3 separate regions of the Mus musculus genome follow, and all the other regions are linked to region 1. A link is a contact called in public HiChIP or PLAC-seq and promoter capture Hi-C data. All regions are on one chromosome and are shown on one strand. The core of a region is the stretch at or near the end of the contact, and the rest is flanking DNA. Distances in the headings are between cores, read along the strand shown. Region 1 holds the start of Akr1c14 (aldo-keto reductase family 1, member C14). Region 2 has its middle 36 kb from the start of Asb13. Region 3 holds the start of Akr1c6 (aldo-keto reductase family 1, member C6).

Region 1 (2,528 bases), core at 20-2,519:
GATTTTTTAAAAAAAAAATGTATTTATTATTATAAATAAGTACAGTGTAGCTGTCTTCAGGTGCACCAGAAGAGGGCATCAGATCTCGTTACAGGTGGTTGTGAGCCACCATGTGGTTGCTGTGATTTTAACACTGAGCCTTCTGAAGAACAGTCAGTGCTCTTATCTCAGCCAGTAATTGGATTTTACTTTTTTTTTTTTTTTTTTTTTTTTTTTTAGTTTTTCGAGACAGGGTTTCTCTGTGTAGCCTTGGCTGTCCTGGAACTCACTCTGTAAACCAGGCTGGCTAGTTTACAAGATTAGGTTTTAGTTGTTGCACCCAGAGATTGAGTTACCATTGTTTCTGAACTGAGTTTGTGTTGCGTTTTCCTTCACTCGGTGGCTCATATGGGTTCAAGAAAGGTATGGTGGCAAAGCATGGGATTGCCAGATGTGCACCACAAAGGCATGGGGGATTTGAAGCACGGGGTTGGCGTGGTAGCAACTGCCAGTGGGAACCCGAGAGCTGGGTGGAGAGATTGTGGAGTTTTGAGTCAGTCTCCACAAGATAGAAACAGGCTGGCTGTTGCCCACCAGTGCATGGTCAGCCAGGCCGCTGGGGCAGAGGCACAAGAGTAGGAACGTGCCAGTTCATTTTTTAAATATTTCCTGCAACAGAGCTTTATTTAGGACAGACAAAATCATATCATTTGCACCAAAACGAATGGACTAGGTGAAAATCATCTTGTTAAACATAAAATCCCCAACTCAGAAAGGCAAATAGCTTGTGTGTTCCCCACAGATGGTGTTTGGTTTTTGAAAAAAGACATAAAAGGAGAAGAGACTATTTAGGGGGCCAGAGAGGGAACAGGAGGGGCAGTGGGTAAGCTTGATCAAGAAACATTGTGTCTGGGTGGAAATGTCACAATGAGACTTTTACTGTTTAGAAAGTAAAGAAGAGATACTCTTTTCAAATGAAAACCAGAGCCCAGTAGCTGAAGTTACTTTCTAGGTAACCTGTGATTGATTGCTGTCCATCAGTTTCCCCTTAACAATTTACACAATTAAGCATGGACTGTGAACAGAACCTTTTCTTCTACAAGAAATTCATGGTTTCATTTTCATGCTTTCTTGATTTATTGGAGTTCACTCTCATACACATGCAGACAGCCTCCAGTTTTTGTCTCTGGACTATTGCTTTAAGCTGGCTCCTCCCACATGCCATTGTTTAACTTTCCAGGAGATATTTAAGGAGCTGTAGCAATTTTCCTGGCGTTTATCCTGTGAAAACAGAAGTCTCAAGACCTGCGTGGTTGCATGAGTAACAAGCTATGAATTCTGTATCCCCACGTGTGGTACTAAACGATGGTCACTTCATCCCTGCACTGGGGTTTGGAACCACTGTGCCCGATAAGGTAAGAGTTGTGTCTTGGGCTTAAGAGTTTATAGGAGAAGAGATCAAGGATGTGCTTTTAGATTTGCTCCTGTTTGCTTCAGGCTCACATTAGACATCAGGTCTGCAGATTACAGCTATTCATGTGTAATAGAGGAGTCAGACTTGTTACTGTTCCTTGGAGACTTATCATGTGGACAATATTGTTTATTCTGGGCTCTGCTCTGTTTCTCCTTTAGTTTCAGTCTATTTTACAGTAAATGAAAACCAATCAGTACTACTGCTGTGCTTTGAATTGATTACAAAAGGATTAGTGACATGGATTTTTTTTTCTTTCTGTGCTTCAAATAACTATTCCTCTCAGAAGCCAGAAAACAAATTTGTAGTAGAACTTATTGGAGTTTATGACAAATGATCAGACAAAGAGCAGAGTCTGAGTCCACAGCACAAACTTCAGACCTGCACTGAAGTAGAATTTCTTTCCTACTTTCACTTTAGAAGCATTTACCTAAAAAGAAAATAGAACACTATTTTTGGGGTTAATTATAATTTAACAAAGCAACTCTAAATCCTTGCTCCATGATCCCATTCATGACATTTGAATCAAAATACAACAGGAGGTTTTCCTGGGGAAATGTTTTCATTCTGATCTCATCCTCTGGTTACTTACTCAGTGCGTGGCAAAGACTGGCACTGCAAGCTTAAGTCGCAATTTTCTCATGCAGAAGACATGATCATAGAGATACTTTGACCTCTTCTGATAAGAATTTTTACTTAGCATGCATGCTTGAAAGAGAGGTAAGGAGCAAAGATATCACAGCAGCTCTAGTTTCAGTAAATCTGTAGGAGTCAGTACAGTTTAGAGAAGGGCAGGGCTGCGTTGTGTAAACTGGAACTCAGTGTTTGAGCTCAGTGGTTAAGAGCACTGGCTCCTGTGGCAGAGGAACTAGGTTCAAGTCCTGGCACCCTCATGGTGGCTTACAACTGTCTGTAATTCCAGGTCCAGGAGATTCAAAATCCTCTTCTTGTCTCTGCTGACACCAGGCAACATAGACATGCAGGCTGGCAAAACACTTAAGATAAAATAGTGTTTTTAAATGGAAAACTAAATTATACTATTTTACGTAGATTGAATACATTAGAGAAAACAATTCCT
Region 2 (2,528 bases), core at 21-2,520, 390 kb before region 1:
AGATTGTATGGTACTCTCTGGCTGCTCATTCTCTTTATCCAAGGCCACTTGTGAAGGTTAGTACTGTCAGCTTGACAGAATCTAGGCTTTCCCAAGAGACAAATCTCCAGGCATAAGTGTTAGAGAGTTGCTAGACTGGGTTAACTGATATGGGAACATCCACTATAAATGTGGGTAGCATGATCCTATGGGACGCCTGGGGACCTGACTGGAATAAAAAGGAGAAATCAAATTGAGCAACAGCATCCATCTCTCTTTACTTCCTGATTGTGGATGTAATGTGACCAGCCATGTCACATTCCTGCAGTCACGCCTCCTGCACCATTGTGGACCGAACCCTTGGACCAGGGACCAAATAAATGTTTCTCTTCTGTAAGTTGCTTTTGTGAATCTTTCTGTTACAGCAATCAGAAAAGTGCCTAGTACATTTTCCTTAAGGCTGGGCACTCCTCGGAGGAATACTGGCCACTTTCCCCAAACCTGTAAATTCTGTTTTCTCCATGTACTCTAAAGAACCAGTCATAACAAGTTTATGGAAACAGGAAAGGGTAGAGTAAGTCAAAACATGCATTTTGGTCTCAAAACAAACCCAGAAACAGATTCACTTCCAAACCATTTCAAGCTATGATGTGGTAAGGCTCAGATGCATGGCTTGTGGGTTCTGCGTCAGTGGGGTCGTTCCCAGCCTTGAAGAAGGGGTCAGTGTTGGGAGTTTACAAAGATGGGGGAATGCAACAGCAGAGGAGATGGTCCCTCATACTGGGGCTGAGAACTTAGTGTTCCCACAGGGCTTCCCACTCTGAGCCAGCCAACAGAGCAGTGCAAACAGCCACCTGGGAGAACAGGGCAGATGGCCTCTCCACTGCGCTGACTGAAAGGCAGTCTTTTCAGGCATACTGCCACACTCCTTCTTTTCCTTGGCCCTCAGGTAACCACAGCCTCTCTTGAGATGGCTTGTTGGTGGCTTTTCCTATTGAGTCTTTGTAGAAGCTCCCCCAGCCTATTTAATTAGTTAGCCCTTTCTTCATAGGCCCCAGGGAGAGTGGGGCCAAGGCCCAGAAACACCCCAAGTCCTGGCTTATTCACATCCTTCTGCATAGAATTGCCCTTTCTTTCCATTTGCCTCTGCAGCCTGCTCTTCTACAGCCAGGGGCATGGTGCTGAGGTTGATGCTGTCTGCTCAAGTGCATGGCCACTGGCTGTACAGTGGAAAGGCAGGCATGAGCTCTTCCTGCAGGAGGAATGACCTGGTGGAGGGTCAGAGGACTCTCTGCTCTCTGACCTGTGAGACCTGGACATGGAACTTATCACTCCCTTCTCAGCACAGGGCTGGGAAGCCCATTAGGTTGAGCAATGGCTCTCCTGAGACCGTGTTTAAGGAAGAAAGAGGTAGAAAGATTCATTCATCCATTGACTCACAAATCCATCCTTTCAGCATTGAGTGGGGGACCTATGTCATTCTAGTCTCTGTAGATTGACAGGAACACTAATCCAAACAGCTGGCTCAAGATAGTATGGGGCTCTGTGCTTGGGGCTGTAGTGGCAGCCCTGAGCTCCAGATCAGCCAGACTGCAAAACTGTGGGGGAAAGAACAGGACTGGAGCCTTGACCCTTGGCCAACTGAGGCTGCAGCTGTTACTGATTACCATGCCTGCCTCATCCCTGGAGGGCTGGCTGCCCTTTCTCCAAAGAGGAAATGCTGATGCCTCCCACAAATTATAGAGAAAAAGTACAAGCTTGTGGTTTCATGGAACCAGCCAAGTCTGCCTCCGAGGCCTGGGCCTTGTGAGCTGGCTCCTTCCACTGCATGTTCAAGGGCCTGGATTGGGAGAACACTATCGAGGATTCAAGCACACGACTTCCTTATCTCCTGTCCTTGTTGAACATGAGCTGCTTTAGAAGGGTCAATGTTCGATTGGCCTCTTCCATACTTGTGATGAGAAATGGGCTACCAGAGACTTTCAGAGCAGGGAGGTCCTTGCCATGTTATTTAACTCTCCTAGCTTCTGTTTATTCTCCAAGGGACTTATAGGATAGCTGTACTTTTGCCTCCAATATTCTTGTGTGTGTGTGTGTGTGTGTGTGTGTACACATTTGTTAGCAAGTACACATGTGCATGTTGAAATAAAACAGATGTCAGCCATCAGTCTTGTTCCTTAGAACTTATTCACCTTCTCCTCTTCCTCCTCTCCCTCCTTCTCTTCCTCCTCCCCTTCTTCCTCTTCCTCCTTCCCTTCCTCCTCTTCCTCCTCTTCCTCCTCTTCTTCCTTCCCTTCCTCCCCCTCTTTCTCCTCCTCCACTTCCTCTTTCTCCTCCCTCTCTTCCTCTTTCTCTTCCACTTCTTCCTCCTCCTCTCTCTCCTCTTCCTCCTTTTTTCTGAGATAGATTCTCACACTGTAACCTGAGTTTGGGGAATCAGACTAGGCTGGCTGGCCAACGAGCCCCAAGGACCATCCTGTTTCCACCTCCTCAGTACTGGGATTACAAGTTCTACACTACCATTCCTGGTTTTTTAATGTAGATTCTGG
Region 3 (2,528 bases), core at 15-2,514, 370 kb after region 1:
GTAAAGTTACAGTGAATTATCCTTTATTCTTCAACTCTCAGTCAACCTACGCAAACCTTTCTTTTTATTCTCCATTCCCTTTCTGACGTTAAGACCTTCAGGGAGGGTCCATGTCTTTGTGTAGCATGATTCTAACTTAAAATGTAGGACTGACAGCTATTGGTATGTAATTAGGTAGGTCTACATGGACCAAGAAACTTGGCTCAATAGTTGTGCAGTAGAAATGGATTGGTTATTCAGAGACTTAGGTCTGTTCTGTGAGACAGCAGATTCCTCTCCTAATGTTTTCCAGAAATTAACAAGCTCAAAGTCATTCAAACCTAAGTAGTTATGAAGCCATAAACACGCAGATGTATTTACTGAATTTCAAAAATATCATTAATTGTTTTATGATTCTTTTGTGTATGTTGTAAATTGTTTTTGGTAAAAAGTTGATTGGGCACTTAAATAAGGCAATTTCCACTGCATATTTGTAAGAATTGTGCCTGTGTCACTGGGTATTCTAATGAGATATAGAGAAGAAAGATACAAGATGTAATTTACAAATGGATATGTTCAGCTCTCTTTTTTTTCTGTTCTTACACTTGTTAATAATTTATTTTAATGTTTAGTTGTATTTATAGTCTCTGTTTATATATACATATTAACAAGTGTGTTTTATAAGATAGGTAATTGTTTTAATAACAAGAATCTTTATAACCACCAGCACAGGTATGCAGCATTTCATAGTTGGAATCATTTGTAGCTTCCTTCCTTTCTCCCCTTGCTCTCTGCTCCTCTACCCTTCTCTTTTGTTTTCTTTATGATGTTTAGAATGAACCCAGCATTGTAGACACGATAGGCAAGGTTTTTGCCACTGAGCTGCATTCCAGCTTTTTAATTATCTTAAGAATTTCTCATCCATGAAAGTTGGGGATGGAGAGATGGCTCAGAGGTTAAGAGTGCTCTCTGCTATTCCAGAGGTCCTGGGTTTGATCATCAACACCAGCATACAACTAAGAACTATCAATATCTCCAGTTTCAGAAGATTGTATGCACTTTCTGACTTCCATGGGCATTAGTCATGCTTGTAGTGCATGATATAGATGTAGAAATATACCTATAAACATAAAATAACAATAAACAAATCACAGAAATTTAAAACAGAATTCATTCCAGTTTCCTCTTTATGTGTGCAAAGCTGCTTTCATCTTTTTCAACAAACTGCATTGGTTACTCATTACAAGGACATCTAGGATAAGGCCAAGCATTTATTTGCTGTCCTGTGAAAGAAGCCAGAATAGTATCTTCTCAGTTGGTGGGCTGAGAAGCCATGGATTCTAAGCAGCAGACAGTGCGTCTAAGTGATGGTCACTTCATCCCTATACTGGGGTTTGGTACCTATGCACCTCAAGAGGTAATGATAGCAATTGGGGTTGAGAGTTGAAACAAAGAGAGAATTTGGTAGGTGGGTTGATATGGTATGCACAGTCATTGAATTCTGATGTGATTCTTCAGGGCTAACCTAATTCTCTGTTTTAGCAGTCTAGAGTTCTTCCTTGTGCAAGGAAAAGGCAGATGACATTCAGCATCAGGGACTTATCCAAGAGCCTAGTTCCAGATTATTGTGAGCACTAGTTTTTCCTTTCATTTTTCTCCATCCCAATTAGGGAGAGAAAATGAAATACAGCTAAGAGCGCTGCCTGAGCAACACTGATCCTGAGTATATTTTTGAAAAGTGCTTTATCTGCTGCAAAACTGTGCTGTTCTTGTTCATATGCTTGGTAGTTTTATATCACCTTGATGCAAGCTAAAGTCATTTGAGAAGAGGATATGCCAATTAAGAAAATACCTCCATAATATCAAGTTGTAGGGAATTTTCTAAATTAGTGATTGATGTTGGAGAGCCCAGTCCATTATAGGGGATGCCATCAATGGGTTGCTGGTCCTGAGTTCCATAAGAAAGCACACCAAGCAAGCCAAAAAGAGGAAACTGGTAAGCAGCACCCCTCTATTGCCTTTGCAATAGCTGATTCCATCAACAGGAGTTCCTTGCGTTTCTGCCTTGACTTCCCTGAGTGATGGAGTGTGACATTATTGTTGTAAGATGTAATGAACCCTTTTCTCTATGAGTTGCTTTTGGTCATGGTGTTTTGTCAAAGGAATAGAAACTCGAAGACAATGAACCCTGGAGAAACATATTCCACTTTTTGCCTTCAACTTTATACTATAAAATAAACTTTCTTATGTGCTTACTACAGTACCATTACATTTTTATCCTTTAATGCGGTTCTGTATTTTTAATTAAAATTTATCCTACTTGACAAAAAATGTAATTTAATTCCAATCACAATTCCTACAAAATAAGAAATTGAAGCTTAAAAGAGGGCATGTATGTGGGTAATTTTTTTGTATGATGCTCTTAATTTCCTAGATATAGATCTCTTCTTTTGAACATACATCCTGCTGAAAGTTTTAATATTTGCTGTGCAGGCAAAATGGCGTTGTAAAAGACTTTATACTATACCACTATCTCCTCAAGTTCCTTT

The links. Promoter capture Hi-C pulls out the DNA fragments that hold promoters and counts their contacts. HiChIP or PLAC-seq counts read pairs in DNA pulled down with a chosen protein or histone mark.
Region 2: a contact with region 1 is called in a CTCF HiChIP or PLAC-seq map of the NIH/3T3 cell line, with 7 read pairs. The contact joins the enhancer-like site here to the promoter of Akr1c14 in region 1. A contact is called at or near these places in 1 of 15 datasets of contacts at CTCF or cohesin (the NIH/3T3 cell line) and 1 of 9 other capture datasets (adipose tissue).
Region 3: a contact with region 1 is called in a promoter capture Hi-C map of liver, with 2.0 times the contacts expected there. The contact joins the promoter of Akr1c6 here to the promoter of Akr1c14 in region 1. A contact is called at or near these places in 3 of 39 promoter capture datasets (cranial neural crest, liver and maxillary cranial neural crest).

The regions. Positions count from the first base shown.
Region 1 is chr13:4,058,322-4,060,849 of GRCm38.p6, forward strand. Akr1c14 (aldo-keto reductase family 1, member C14) reads left to right here and starts at 1,270. Exons shown (of 9, transcript NM_134072.2): 1 at 1,270-1,394. The coding sequence starts at 1,311.
Region 2 is chr13:3,668,606-3,671,133 of GRCm38.p6, forward strand. No RefSeq gene overlaps it. Among named protein-coding and RNA genes, the nearest start is that of Asb13, 36 kb to the left of the region's middle. Within about 2 kb of position 1,271, at least 64 of the 459 cell types and tissues checked have an H3K27ac peak or open chromatin away from gene starts, as enhancers often do. A contact at or near this core is called in the NIH/3T3 cell line and adipose tissue, where this site is marked.
Region 3 is chr13:4,433,079-4,435,606 of GRCm38.p6, forward strand. Akr1c6 (aldo-keto reductase family 1, member C6) reads left to right here and starts at 1,265. Exons shown (of 9, transcript NM_030611.3): 1 at 1,265-1,396. The coding sequence starts at 1,313.